2 separate regions of the Hordeum vulgare genome follow, and region 2 is linked to region 1. Evidence: chromatin contacts called from public Hi-C data. All regions are on one chromosome and are shown on one strand. The core of a region is the stretch at or near the end of the contact, and the rest is flanking DNA. Distances in the headings are between cores, read along the strand shown. Region 1 has its middle 78 kb from the start of LOC123439635. Region 2 has its middle 58 kb from the start of LOC123439637.

Region 1 (7,608 bases), core at 2,158-4,657:
ATAGCATTAAGGTTGAAATTTTTTGGAGTACGAGCACGCGCAATCGGAGCCACTTCGCGTGTTCCATCAAGTCCGACAGCTCATCCTCCCACATGAAGTCATCTTCTTCCTCCTCCTATAGCGTAAGCCGAGCCAGCAACTCCTCTGCTAACTCCTTTTTGTTCCTTAATTATGATCCTGAGTCCTGCTCCATCCTCACAGCGGATCCGATCACGCCGCCCACACCCTGCAAAAATCCTCGACCATGGTCACATAGGATCACCAGGATCCCCCTTGATCAGCGCGAGTCCAAGGACATCACAAGGCACGAGGCCGATGCAAGTATGGAAAGATTCCGACGACGATTGCTGGAAGAGATCGAAACCCTGGGGGTTTTTGCCTAAGGAAGAGATTATGGAAATGTCCAACATGGGGATTACTATCTCCAAATGAGATTGTGTGCAAGGTTCAACGTGGACTTTTTTAAGAAAGAAAACCAGGATCGGGAGAATGCACTAATTGCTCAAATGGGCTGGCTAATCTTCACTTTGCTTCGCTAAATCCTATGCGAACCAATGACATTTGGACGCAAGTGAGCGGGAACTCCTATGCGCCGCTTGTTGCGGCGAATTGCCGAGAGGATGCACAGGCACGACTCCAGTTTGGCCGACCCATTACCATAACACAGTAAAAAAATCCTAAAAAAAGAGTGCTTGAGGGAGGGATCAAACAAGGGACCTCATGTTGCTTATGCACGAGCTTAACCAAATAAATAGATAAGCTTTCTTGGTTAACTATGGCGTGTGAACCTAAAGGTAATTAGATCCGAAAAGTTTTATCAAATTCCAAATGTGGAGATTATTTTTGAAATAAGTGTTTTTTTAAAGTGGACACTTTTCAAATTTGATAAAAAAGTATCGATCATTTTTTGAATATGAGAACAATTTTTTAATAAACTAACCACTTTTTTAAAAATCATGAACATTTTTTAATATCCAAACATTTCTTAAAAGGGAACATTTTTTGAAACTCTGAACAAAATTTTGAAACATGAATATTGTCGGAATCCGTGAACAATTTTTGAAACAAGAACATTTCTTCAAACTCAAAACAAAATTTGAAAATTAATTTTTCTTTGCGTTTTCGAACATTTTTTGAAAAACTTGACCCGTTTTTATGAAATCATGATCATTTTTTAAAACTGTGAATTATTCTTAAAAAGGAAAAGGTAACAGGAGAAAAAAATTTAAAAAATAAAAAGGAAGAACCACATTTTTTGAATTCCAAAAGAAAGTTTGGATAGGTGAACATTTTTTTAAAAATGGAAAAATAGAAATTCCTAAACAAAATTGGAAAATGTAAACATTTTTAAAATTTTGCAAATATTTTCTGAAACTCCTAAACAAAATTAGAAACAAACACAATATTGAAAATTGCGAACAAATTTTGAAATTGAAACAGATTTTGAAACTACCGAAGAAAATTGCAGTACACGATCATTTTTCTTAAATTTGCAAATGAATATTGAAAGAGGAACATTTTTTCAAACTCTTGAAGAAAATTTGAAAATACAACATTTTCTTTTGAAATGATGAACAATATTCTAAAGGTGACATTTTTTTCTAAATGTGCGATTTTTTAATAAAAAGGAAGAATTATTTTTTGAATTTGTGAACAAAAGATAATGATATAATTTTTTTTGAACTTCTGAACATTTTTTGAATTTTTGAACAAAATTCGAAATTCTCAAGAACAAGAAAGAGAAGAAATGCATTTATATAAATGAAAAAGGAAAAAAAGAAACTGAAAAAAATAAAGAAAAGAAAAAAAGAAACATGAAAAAATGTAATTGAAACAGTAGAAATTTCTCGCATAGCGGCTCCCGCTATACATAATGCATAGTTGAATCCGGGTCATGTGCACTTGTTTTGTACGGCCCAAACAGACAAAAGTTCTCTCAAATACAGCCCTTGACACACTGTTTTCGCCATTACAATGTTAATACAAATGATTTTCTGTAATCTGGACCCACATGATGCCCTTTTGAAACTTCAAATCAAACATTGCAAAATTTAGAAATTATGAAAACATTTGATACATATATAGAATGCATGTCTTTCCTGGTTTTGGTAGAAAAGATGGTAATTCACAAAGCAGTTTAAAGGGCCAAAAACCAGGAGTGGTTCTCCTCCAATCCAAAAAAAAAGGAGTGGTTCTCCGATGCACTGACCAACTTGATCAAGACTCAAGAGACTGGTTCTTCATACACTCCGGTTGGACTAAATCACCTAGACCAATGGGAGCTTCAACTATAATCAGTCCACATCCACGAAGATCGAGACGGATGGAAGTATACCGTAACAAGGTCGTTAAGTAACACGAAAAGTCAGCGAGCTTAAAATTCTCCTAAAACTGATTTTGATATATAACTTATTCCAAATACTAGTCATCCTTTTTTTTCTCGGGGGCAAATAAAAACTGTGCCAATTAGGAGGGTGTTCGGAATCTCTCCCGTTTAAAACTCCACTCCGTGGAAGGAGTCCGATTTTAGCCACTCCTCAAAATTATGCTGACGCTCCCTCCGCTCCAGGAGCCGCTGTCGTAGAGCAGAGAGGATCCGAACACGTCCTAGCTACAGGCAGGACGATTCTAAGGGGGGACTAGGGGGGCTAGACCCCCTAAGAAATTGATTTTTTCTATTATAATAATGATTGTTGTAGTTAATTTTGTTTACTTCATATAAACTTTGACCCTTTCATGAATAAATTTGACCCCCCTATGCTTGCATACTAGCTTCGTCCCTGGCTACAGGAAATAATGGACAGTGGCGTTGTCAAGCAAAGAAGCACGCAAGCTCATTTTGTCCACAGTCATCTTCACGTCACGGTCTTTGGAACAAGGCCCGCTATCTCTCTCTACAGGAGCGTGACGGGTCAGGAGGAGCACCGGAGAAAAGAAAAAAAGCTTTGCTTGGCTGCTTCCCCAAGCGTACGTACTACGTAGACTCGGAGTCGTCGTGCCCACCCCACTCACGCCCGGAAGTCGTCGTGTAACCTTCATTTCGGAGGTAACAGATGCCGGATGAAAGCTCAATCCGTTGGGTCAGGCAAGGAAGAAAACCAATTTGTCTGTGGCCGATGGTTAGTACAGTATGCACGCCGTTGTGTTTCTCAAAGATTCTACTAATGATCTACGCATGCGGGTCGTACTGGTTAGTCCATAACACGTTCAAACGTGCAGAGGATGACGATGATGGCTCTAGCAAGATCGCTGAATCATGGGCACTGAACCGAGCCACTGAGCAAGTGATGACGTGCTTGGATAGTCGATGCGCGAACGGGGACAGGCACAAGGGGACGGCGCAGGCCGGCGTTTCCACGGAGGTGGCCCGCGAGGCGGACGTGGGCGATGGGCACTTCTTTGGATCCTTGCTCGCCTGCCCGGGTTGCCCGGTCGTTTTGTTTGAATCGTCGCACGTCCTTCCAAGGGGGAAGATAACGATCCACGAATCTCAGACCTGCTGGCGTTCCGGCATGCCGAATCTACAGCGAGTTCGATCGGCCACTGACCAATCATGTCCGTGTACAGAACCATACATTATTCCATGTTGCTGACAGCGTACGTACTGATCGATCAACTGGACGATCCAGGCTCCAGCGCTAGGATTTGTTTACGACCTGCAAGCCTTGGAACCTTGCGGCCTGGTGGTTAGTTGGTTTAGCCTGCAAAACTATGCCAGTGTTGTATGTCTATATCTATACAGCCCCACTCGATTTGTCTGTAACACGTAGTTCTTTTATAGGAGGAAATCCAGGCGCACTCGATCTGTCTGTGACTACAAATTTTACATAAACATCAGGTTATATGTTAATGATAAATTATGGGGAAACTAAAATGTCGTTTAAAACTATTTATGCTTGTGAGTGAATTTATAAACCACTGTGAGGGAAGATCTCCAACCATACATAACCATTCGATTTCACCTATTATGCTAAACCAAAGACATAAATGGAACTCGCCCATTCGAGTCGAATCGAACATGGCATTTCACTCCACTTTGTTGAACAATCAAATACACCTTAAATGGCATCACCGGGACTGAGCAGATCTCCGTGGCTCCGCGCTGGCCAGCTGCTCAGTAGTGAATTATGAACCCTAACACAGATGATTTGTTGATTTTTTAATCAAGAATTAGTATATTAATACAAGATGATACCATTACATCTGGCGTCCATTACTTTCATTGAATCTCGTTTTATTCTAACACGTTATCAGCACATAGACTCTACCTGAAAGAAATCGCATGAGAGAAGCCTCCATGCATGCTTGGTGGCAACTAGATGTGGCGTCTCCATCTAGCCCTCGTGGCGGCGCCTTGATTACGTCGCTGGATGCGTTTGTACGGGGCCGTCAATCAACGTGATCCGGTGGCTAGGCGACAAAACAACGTTGCTATGACATGGTAGTACGGTAAGAGATAGTCCTCCATAAGCAAATCGAAGGCACAGACGAGCACTTCTGCAGGAGGCAACGAAACAACGGCCACCACCGCGGCACCAGCCCCGGCCGGCCTTTTCGCGTGCCGTTGGCGGAGACGACTGGGCGTAGTGAGCGCGGCGACAGCTGGCTGTGCACGGCTTCAAGCCAACTACTACGGCCACTACATTGCTCCGGTGTTGGGCGACATCAACTCGGCGGTGACATCGTCGAGAACGTATGAACAACCATGATGTAGTTCTTCTTCGACGACACACGACACCGTCCACGATGATACTCTGCAGGAATCGCTACCACGAAAAATGTCAAAGAAGACATATTAGAAAAGGGATACACGCTTCCCGGTAACTCGGCACGGCAAGTCCCCGATGATCCGTCTGAAGGCAAGGCGCCATCAGGTGCTCAGTCCGTCGAGCCACAGGAAGACGGCACAGCGCGTCTCACACGCTTGCACGTCACGGCGCTCTTCTCTTCAGCCCACCGGCATAGGGGTGACACCCAGCCAACGCGGCGGCCCTCGGCTCGTGATGTTCTTCGACTCGTACCCGAAGCGCTCTTCCCCAACGCACCCTCCCGCTGAGCGGCAGCACAAGAACACAAGAAGCATACAAATCGTGTAGGCGAGGCCACATGCATAAACAACGGCGTGTTTTCCAAACGCCATCACACACTCACGCACAAGATAAGCATTTGGGGAAACCTTATCCCTTCGGTAGGTTTGCAGTTTGGCATTTCCTAGTTTATTATTAACAGAAATACCCAGTCCTCAAGCTAGACTTTTATGTCTTTCTAAATTGCATGAAATATAATTATGTACCATCTACATCGTGAAATATCATTTGAAGCCTCATGTCCTCATATATTTACATAAAATACAAATTATTAAATTGCATCTATATGTATTACCACGGTGATACTAATGCAAAAGAATGTTTTGTGTACATTTATTCCTTCGGAATTTAAGACATGTGTGTTTAGGACAACAATTATAACTTTGCCATGGAAATTAAATTTTCTTCCAAACATTGATATAAACTCAAATAAGAGTTATAAAGTGTCATACTTAATATGACTTGCGCAAAATTTGTTTGTGAATCACAAGCTATTGATTACATCTACTACACAATTCATAGATTATTCATCATTACTGTGGGGTCTACATCTTGTCATTTTAACGAGATGATTACCTTCAAAGTGCTCTTCCAAATATTAATATTAGCTGTGACTACCTCAAGATATCATAAGGTAATACTGGCATCTACTGCATAATTTTACAGATTATCCACTATTACTGTAAGGTCTACATCATGTCATTCTCACAGATGATTACCTTCCAAGTGATTTTCTTAAATATAGCATAACATAAGGTAATAGAATTATGAACATCTACTGACAAAAGTCGGACTATGTTTTCTATTACTGCGAGATCTACGTCATATTGGTGATTATTTTCAAAGTGTTATCCTATATAAATTGAGGTTACACATATGGCTATATGGCATCAGCCATACTAAAATTTGCTCCTCTGAAGCAATTGTTGTTGTTCAGTAAAATGATTTACTATCGTAGTAAATTCATGCATGATTATTGCATGTTGAATGGTATTATCTACCAATATCAATTATTCAAGCCTCATTTTCCTTGAATATGTCATAGAAAACTATGAAAATATTTGCATATGCCTGTGATTACCTTCTACTACATTCGTAAAATGCATGGCAATGGAGCCTACATCACTATTTCTAATTATAATGTCATCCATCCATCAAGATGGATGCCATAATTTATAGCGAGTGTCTCAAACACTATTGCAAGATCCACATCACATTGTGGTTGTTATTTTCATAGTGGCTAAGCAATGTTAAAATTGCAAAGTCTATATTTTGGCTATAACTCTAAAGTCACACTTTTCTCACAAATGAAGCCCAAAACATTAGCAACGATTTTATCGCATGCACTATATTGAAGGTTTACACCCCATGTTCACCAAGCATCACCTTGAAGGATTGTGCTCAACAAGATCATTATATCAATATATTTTATTTTACTCCTAGAAGTACATTAAATAAATGCATTATAATTTTTAAGTAATGCATGGCTGTCGTTTCCAAATACAGTAGATGCATGATTTGATGGGAGTATTTATCATAAGATGATTCGTGACATCAGTCATTATATCCACATGCCGCATTTGTGGCCACTATAACTCCACCTTCGAAATATATGTCATGGCTATTCTCTTAATAGCTAAATATGTTTATATGTATTTCGTGTGTCGCCAACTTCACTTGGTTCTCAAACTAAGTACATGATGGACGAATATTTATTCATCTTGAATATTTCCTTTAAGAGAAACATGCTGCCATGAGCACATCGCGAATAATCACACATTCGTTTCTCAAGACCTCAGTTCTATCGCATCTCACATTTCTGTCACTCAATCAAATTTAAGTTGAGATCTCATGATAAAATATTTTCTTCCGAAGATCCAGTTGAAAAGCCCTCGATACACTTTACATCTTCTGATGATAGTCCTACCATTTTTATGATGAAGAAACATGGAATTTCATAAAATCATCAGATTCACCCAACAGGTCTATTCCATTATTTGAAATTGTTGCTAGTATTGTGAATAATAATCAAGTCATTGGTCACAAAATAGAACCATGATTTATTCAAAGTAAAGTGCAGGCTAAAATACAACCAAAGATGGAATTATTTCTTAATAGGGAATATATCGTTTTCCAACGATCAACGACAACTCTCAAGTTTGTCAAATGTGTGGTTATTTAAACATCGTATCTATGATTACCAAACCCTCAAACATATGGTGAAACCACATCACAAATTTATTCAAAAGGCTGATAAATTCAATGGGATAAATTTGAAAATTTACAAATAACAACCAAAATATTTTGGTAGATGCTTGTTCTCAGAATCTTCATCAGATGGAGAACTAAAGTTTAGTGCAGTAAATGGAGGATGAAATAATTTGCACTCAATAATGTGGGAGACCTCAGGTAATCTTCTAATTATCCAACATATTATTAGCCTATACTTGCACTACTGCATGTAGTACAATGTCCAATATCCTATTTCTTGGACATTATATTTGATAAATTTTGAATGTAT
Region 2 (7,608 bases), core at 2,595-5,094, 340 kb after region 1:
TCGAGCTCACAACGCTCGAAACCGAAAGAACGGAGCGTGGCATCCAGCTTTGCGTTCCAAGCGCGAGGTGCCTGACGAAGCCCATACAAAGCCTTCCGGAGCTTGAGCACGCAGTGTGTATTGTCTTTGTCGACGAATCCCGCAGGTTGGTGAACATAAACTTCTTCTTGTAGGTCTCCGTTCAAAAAAGCCGAGCGCACGTCCATGTGGTGCACCCCCAGCTCCGGTGAGCCACCACTGCCAGCAGCAGCCGCACTGTTTCCAAAGGAGCCACAGGAGCAAAAACCTCGTCGAAGTCTACTCCCTGCCGCTGTGCATATCCTTTCGCTACCAGACGCGCCTTGTACTTCACGATCTTTCCCGCTGGATCACGCTTGACCTTGAACACCCATTTCAAACCAATGGCGCGGTGGCCGGCGGGCAGTGCAGCCAGCTCCCAGGTGTTGTTGGATCGAATGGATTCCATCTCTGTTTCCATCGCACCTCGCCATGTTGGTTCATCTAGAGCTTCCTGGACTGATGCCGGCTCCTCTGCTGCGGAGAGACAGAGCCCACTGTACTCCAAAGTGCAGGCCGGCGCATTGTCGATGAGGTGCTCCACCGTTTTGTAGTGGAGGGGCACCCCCTCGCTGTCGAAATTCTCACCAGCTGGTGGTGTTGCCCATCCATCTTCAGGTTCGATGGGAACAGTCGTTGGTGTGGCACTTGCTGTGGCGACTGTCGGTGAAACTTCTGTAGTTGATGAGCTTGCTCCAGGGTCGGCGGGAGCAGGAGTGAACGGGGACAGTGGTGCATCTGTGCAGGCAGGTGGAGGCCTGTCCGGTCCCAGCGAGTACGTGGTCGAAGTTGGTGCTGTGGCATCGGAGTAGATCACCGTCAGCTCTCTGCTGCTGATGTGCCTGCTGTCGTTCTCCATGGCGCTCCAGTCCCACCGGTGGTCTTCCTCAAAGCGCACGTCCCGGGTGACATAGAGCCGCTTCCCGGCAGGGTCGTAGACCCTGTACCCCTTCGTCCCTGGTTCATATCCCAGGAACACTCCGGCGACAGTGCGATCTGAGAGTTTGCTGACGCCGGGGCCGACCACCTTGACGTGCGCCACACAACCAAAAATGCGGAAATAGTCAACAGATGGTTTCTTCTTACGCCATGCCTCATATGGTGTCATCCCCTGCAAGCTTCTTCTCGGTGATCGATTCAAAATGTGCACAGCCGTTCTCACGGCTTCGCCCCAGAACTCGCTCGGGACCCCCATGCTCTTCATGAGACTGCGCGCCATCTCCACCACGGTTTGGTTGCACCGCTCGACAACACTATTCTGCTGGGGCGAGTATGGAGCCGTGGTGTGACGGAGGATGCCAGCCTCCTCCCAGTATGCGGTGAAGTCGGTGGAGTTGAATTCGCCCCCCGATCGGTGCGGAACGCCCTGAGCCTGACACCGCTCTGTGTTTCTGCCTCCGCTTTGATCTTCCTGAAACGCCGGAACGCCTCGTCCTTGCTTCTGAGCGCTTCCACCCACATATATCTGCTATAGTCATCAACTATCAACAAAAAAATACTTGTTACCGCTCATGGTCGCCGGCGTGATGGGGCCGCAGAGGTCGCCGTGCACCAGGTCAAGGCCATGCTCTGCTCGGTACGGTGAGGCGCGGGGAAACGGCGTGCGGTGCATCTTCCCGATCGTACATCCCTCGCAGAACTGCTCCACATGCTTGATCGCCGGCATGCCCCTCACCATCCCCTTAGTGCCGAGGTCGTGCAGTGCTCGGAAGTGCAGATGGCCGTACCTCCCATGCCAGTGCCAGGCTTCATCGCCGCCCGTCGCCATGAGGCACGCGGGAGCAGCCAAGTTCAGAGCCACGGCATAGAGCCGGTTGCTCGTCCGCTGCACCCGCGCCAGGAGCACCTGTTGTCGATCATACAGACAGAGCACACCCCCCTGGATCAGAGACTTGCATCCATGTTCATCGAGTTGTCCGGGGCTTACAATGCTTGTGCGCAACTGGGGTATATAGTATACGTCCGTGAGAGCGCGGTGCTCTCCGTTCTTGTAGGAGAACATCACCACGCCACGCCCGCGGATATGCACGACAGAGCCGTCGCCAAAACGCACCGCCCCATGCACACCTTCGTCGAGCTCCGTGAGCATATCGCGGCGGCCCGTCATATGGTTGCTAGCGCCGGTGTCGAGGTACCAGCAATCATCATCTGTGGCCACCGGCACCACACGCGCCTTGTTGAGAAAGATCTCGTCAGAGGGTGCGCTCGGGTTGGCCATAGTGATCGGCACAGCCTCCATAGCGCATGTGGCCAGGAGTAGACCGGGCTGCTCGACGTCAGCCACGGCGACGTTCGCCTGCTAGTCCTACTGCTCACGTTGTTCACGCTCCTTCTTACGGCACTCCTTCACCCAGTGGCCCTGGATCCCGCAGTAGCGGCAGTTGCCCTTTCGCCGGGGAGTCGTCTGACCCCCGTTGCCGCGGCCGCCACCTTGGCCACGTCCACCTCCTCCTTGGAAGTTCTTAGGCTTCCCGTTTCCGCGCCCGCGTCGATCTCCCGAGCCTGAAGGCAAGCCTCCCTGTTCCAGCTGCTTTTCCCGAGCCCGCCATTCATCGGCGATAAACAGCAGCTGCGTACCCGGGGCAGGTGTCTCCTCACGTTCGCGCTCCTCGACGACGAGCAGACGCCCGCACAGCTCCTCGAGGGAGAGCTGTTTGGTGTCTACCAGGGACTCTATCGCCACAGCCATTTCTCTATATGGCCGCGGGACCGTGCGTAGTACCTTGAGGATTTCTTTGTGTTCGTCCACGGGATCACCAAGAACTTAGAGCTCGTCGATGATCGTCCTGAGCCTCATGACATAGGACTCGATGCCCTCGCCGTCCTTGTACCGCATGCCTTCGTATTCAGAGCGGCGGGTCTGCGCCTTTGCCTCGCGAACGCGCTCGACGCCGACGCGCATCGTCTTCAGTGTGTCCCATGCCTCCTTGGCAGTGGCCTTCCCACCGAGGACTTGCATCATGTCTGGCGGTACAGCCTTGAGGAGGGCGATCATGGCGCGTCAATCGTCGCGGTCCGAGCCTTCGCCCGTGTCCACAACCTGCCAGAGCTCGTCAGCTTGTAGCTGCAACTTGGTGATCATCGCCCAGTCGTTGTAGTTTGTCCGCGTGAGCATCATCGGAGGGCCGCCGCCGCCGCCGTGTACGACGCGCTCGACGACGCGCACTCCTGATCCCTCCGCGGTGGTGAGGCGCGCCAAGGGCCTCTCCAGAGCCGCCGCGTCCGCAGCAGCTTTCTTCGTCACCTTCGTCCCCTCATCGTCGCTGCCAGTCATTGCTCCGGCGGATCAGACACCGCCGGTCACCTGGTCGGATCGAACATCGCCCAAGGGTCTGATGCCAATTGTAGTTGCAACTGCCTGGCTAACCCTATGCGCAAGAACAGGATCGGACCGAGAGTGGATGCGAGAGGTGGAAGAAGCTTGTTGTGTTGCGAACTGCCACTGCAGCTTTTCGTGGTTTTCTGTTATTGATGGCCAGCTCAAATGGAGCGGCTAAGTTCCAAGGAAATGGTCTCCCCACGACAGACTTACAGATCGTGCCATCCCACGATGTCTACCGAGATCAACCCTACAATCTCGCCACGACCTGCGTGATCCATGCCATCCCACGGCGCGTCGTCGGACGAGCTACAAATGCGCTGAAAAAGAAAACTACCTGAAGCATGTACGTGCACAACAAACACGCTCACACACTGAACTTATTTGCACTACCAGCACTAGGCAAGCTAACATGAAATACTAAGGAAAGCAGCTGATTACCTATCAAAACCGACGTGGCAAGGCGGGGCGGCCACAGGGTCACTTACGGGAGGGGCCCGTGTTGACCTTCTCCCCCCTCTATCTCTCCTCCCTCCTTACCTTCTTCCTCCCCCCGACAGGGAAACAGAGGAGGAGCGGGGGCGCTTAGCCGCCGGCGCTGCCGTCGCCTCGCTGCCCGAGGGCACCGGCCGTGGAGCGCAGGGGCACCGCCACTCCCTGCTGCACCCGAGGGTGGCCGCGGGCTCGCCTGAGGCGGCCTACGGCGTCCTCGCCACTGACAGGGCCGCGCCAGATGAGGAGCTACCGGGGAACCTCGCCGGCGTGGTTTCCCGACGAAGAGGAGGGCGGTGGCGACCCTGCAAGATCCTGGGGGTTCTCTGCCCGCGGATAGAAGAGAGGGAGAGAGCCACAGAGCCGGAATCGCCGCGGAGGTCCGGCGGAGGCCTTCGGCCATTGGAGGGGGTGGGGAGCTCCGGGACTCGAAAGAAAGGGGCTGGGGCTTGCTGTAGGGGAGGGGGCTTCGGGGCATGCCTAAAATAGGCCCGGGAAGAAGCCACGCGACGGTAGCCGAAGCTCCAAGACGGCGGCTCTGCGACCGCGTCGCAACCGAGCGTCGGGGCCGACCACAGGCTAGGAGACGAGGGGGCGAGGACTCTGGAGGGTACATGCGTGCGGTGGGGAGCTCTTCGGCGCTCGCGGACAAGCCGGAGCTTCCTGGAGAGGAGCTCCCGTCGCGGTCAATGCACAGAGCGCCATTTTGGCATGCTCTGAGCATGGTCACCACGTGCACTACGTGCTCTGGTGTTCCACTGCTCCCCAAACCATGTCAGCAATGGAGTCCCTTCATGGAATAGTCCCCCAGAGGTGATGGCTCAAAGAAAAAGAGTGTGGCTGGATGGGAATGATCACCTGAATTTTCCTGCACCAGATTTGGACACCACATGGTGATCAACAGGAAGGAGATAAGGTCAAAATATTATGTCTGGGAGGCTTAGGGTAGGAAGGACTACAATCCTATGAATTTTGAGAAGAAGAGGATCAAGTTTTAATATAGTTACTTTGCAACTCACCAATCTGGTCCAGAATGGGGATTTTGATGTGTCACTCACATACATGCTTGGATGAAGCTGAAAATTGGAGGAGATAAATATTTTGGAGATGAGATGATGGTTTATAAAATTCATGCCATCTTGATAAGCCCAAATGGCACTTCCTTCATACAGTTTCTCTCCAGACAGAAACTTAGAAGAATTACTGGGAATAATTGGCTAAATAAATGGGTTCAAAATTGGTTTAGCAAGGTTTTATAGATAGGAGAATGTCCTGGTAACAATTCAGAATTTATGGAGCAATATAAAATATAGTTGCTTCAAAAATCCAAATAATGACCAGAGACAAATATTTGATGCTATGGTCACATGGTTGAATATGTGATGCTCAAATTTGGTGGAGAGACATTATTTTAGCATATTGAGATGATGGCAAAGATTCAACTCATTTGAGAACCCATAGCTAGCACTTGCTTCACAAAGCTTTCTCTAGATCAGAAACTTTGGAAATTTTCCAAGAAATATTTACTAGATAATTTGATTTGAATTTTGTCATGAGGAAATGATATCGCTAGGAAAGAGTGCCCACAAATTTTTCGAGCAATCAAGAAAATAAAAAGGGTACTTGCTTCACAACTTGACAGATAGGGTAGAATCAGAAATGGAATTATTGAGGAATATTTTTTAACATGGCAAAGAAATATTTTGTCATATATAAGGAAGATATGACCCAATAGATTTATGAGAATTATTTAAGAATTTTTGGAGAGATATAAATGGGGGTTGCTTCACAACTCAAGGCAAACAGGATTATTCCTTTAAAAGAAAAAGGAATATTCCCATGGAAAGGAATCTTGGGATTGGCTCAAGATGGAAATGGCTAGGTCTTGGGGTGGTTTGTAGGTTGGCAAGCCACTATGAAAAAGAAAGCAAGCATAATCCTTTTAAGTTTCAAAACTATCAAACCACAGGAAAGCAAATCAAGATGAAAATCAAAGAAAAAGAAATGGGCAAAATCCAGGGTGTTACAAACCTACCCCCCTTAAAAAAATCTCGTCCTCGAGATTTGATTGCTCAAGGCTCAATATCCTTTCTTGAGGAAACTGTTTCCAACTCGGGTTTCCTTCTTTCCTTAGAATGATACTTTCGGTAACATCTTTGCTGACTCACTATCTGGCCTCAGGGTGGTTTGTTTCACCGGATCCTCATATGTTACTCTAACTTTCATCTGTTTATATATATGCTGACTTAACTGTCGGAGATTCTGGTAGAGATATCTTGTTACAGCAAACTATCTTTTGACGGATTCCCATATGTGCAGACACATGCTTCGAGGTTGTTGCCCCACATTCTGGTCGTTTCGTTTGTCGTCATCTTTAAATGAATAGTAGGCCATGCAACGTTGCATCATTATTGTCGTAATCTAACTGTTGTGTGGTCTTCATAGATCTGAATATTCCGATCTGAGCATATGTGGTTGGGCTGAGCGAATTGACTCGATATAGGGTCTTTGCAATTTGAATAGACTCCATCAGTGTGTTCCCACGGTGTTTGATATCGAACCAGACTGTCTTGAATATATGCATTATGTTGGTCTTGCAACTATTATCATACCTGTATGGGCAATCTTGCTCTTTCATTATAGTTCTTTTTTGCATGGATCCTTAGCTGAAAGAACTTGGTCTCATGTACCCCTTATTCCTTCGGATGACCATGGGTGCTGCCAGGTACCATGTTCTCGCAGGCATATTGCTTAACAAGTTGTAGCTGTGGGATAACGACCGTTTGAGCCCTTGGATAAAACCGGCAAATAAACCAGTAGCCACCAGAACGGTCTTTACAACTCAGATCTGGGACATTACTAGAGTAACTCAACCCCGACTCAAGACGGTTGAAAAGGAGCTGAGAGCATGGGACGATGTCGATAAGAAGAAAGTAGCAGTTCCCTAAGACGGCCGAGAAACAGCTCAGAGCATAGGATTACTACTACGAAAAGAAACTCAACAACTGCCCGAGACGGCCGAAAAGCAGCTCAGAACACGAGCCAGTTGTTGACAAGAGAAATAAAAGTTGGCATCCACCCCGGACGGCTGAAAATAGCTCAGAACACAGGCGTGGTGCCGTTTACCAAAGAAAGACGGGCAAGGGTTCATTCGTGTCCCATACCGCTTTTCCATAGGTTATTGGTCATCTCACTGAAGTGTATAACTGGCGTCCTTCTTTACATATAGCTTATGCAATAGTCGGATTTCTCATTGGGTTGTCACCGTTGTATGATTAACTCATATGGCCTTGGTAACGTGGCCACCATATATATTGGGTCTATGTGGCTGAGTGCTTGATTCCTGAAGCAGGCTGGTGTCTTGACTGACTATTTTGTCTTCTGACCAACTGTGGCGGATTTAATCCTTGAGATGCACGATGATATGCTGCCAACTGTTAGTGTAATAACTTGTACCAGTGAGAATGCGATACCTTTCCAACAAGGGCTTACTTAGCTTGTTTGTAAGTCATCGAGGGTATCGTGTCTAGGAAGACTGGGTAGCTTGTGCTTGGCGCTTCGATCGGGATAGCTTCTTGAAGAAGCATGGGTACCATATTTCAAGTGCTTTCCTTCCTTGAAGACTTGCTGGATAAGAATCGGTGCCTTATGCTATAAGCTTGCTGTGATTTCTTACTGGAGAAGCATGGGTGTCTTTGAACAAGGAGTCGTGTGTCACATTGAGGAGGTCACCTGAATCT

The links. A called contact is a pair of places that touch in the nucleus more often than the background predicts.
Region 2: a contact with region 1 is called in a Hi-C map of leaf, with 3 times the contacts expected there. The contact joins two enhancer-like sites. A contact is called at or near these places in 3 of 6 Hi-C or Micro-C datasets (leaf and seedling).

Annotation. Positions count from the first base shown.
Region 1 is chr3H:112,867,729-112,875,336 of MorexV3_pseudomolecules_assembly, forward strand. No RefSeq gene overlaps it. Among protein-coding and RNA genes, the nearest start is that of LOC123439635, 78 kb to the left of the region's middle. Within about 2 kb of position 3,408, at least 3 of the 3 cell types and tissues checked have open chromatin away from gene starts, as enhancers often do. A contact at or near this core is called in leaf and seedling, where this site is marked.
Region 2 is chr3H:113,206,572-113,214,179 of MorexV3_pseudomolecules_assembly, forward strand. No RefSeq gene overlaps it. Among protein-coding and RNA genes, the nearest start is that of LOC123439637, 58 kb to the right of the region's middle. Within about 2 kb of position 3,845, at least 3 of the 3 cell types and tissues checked have open chromatin away from gene starts, as enhancers often do. A contact at or near this core is called in leaf and seedling, where this site is marked.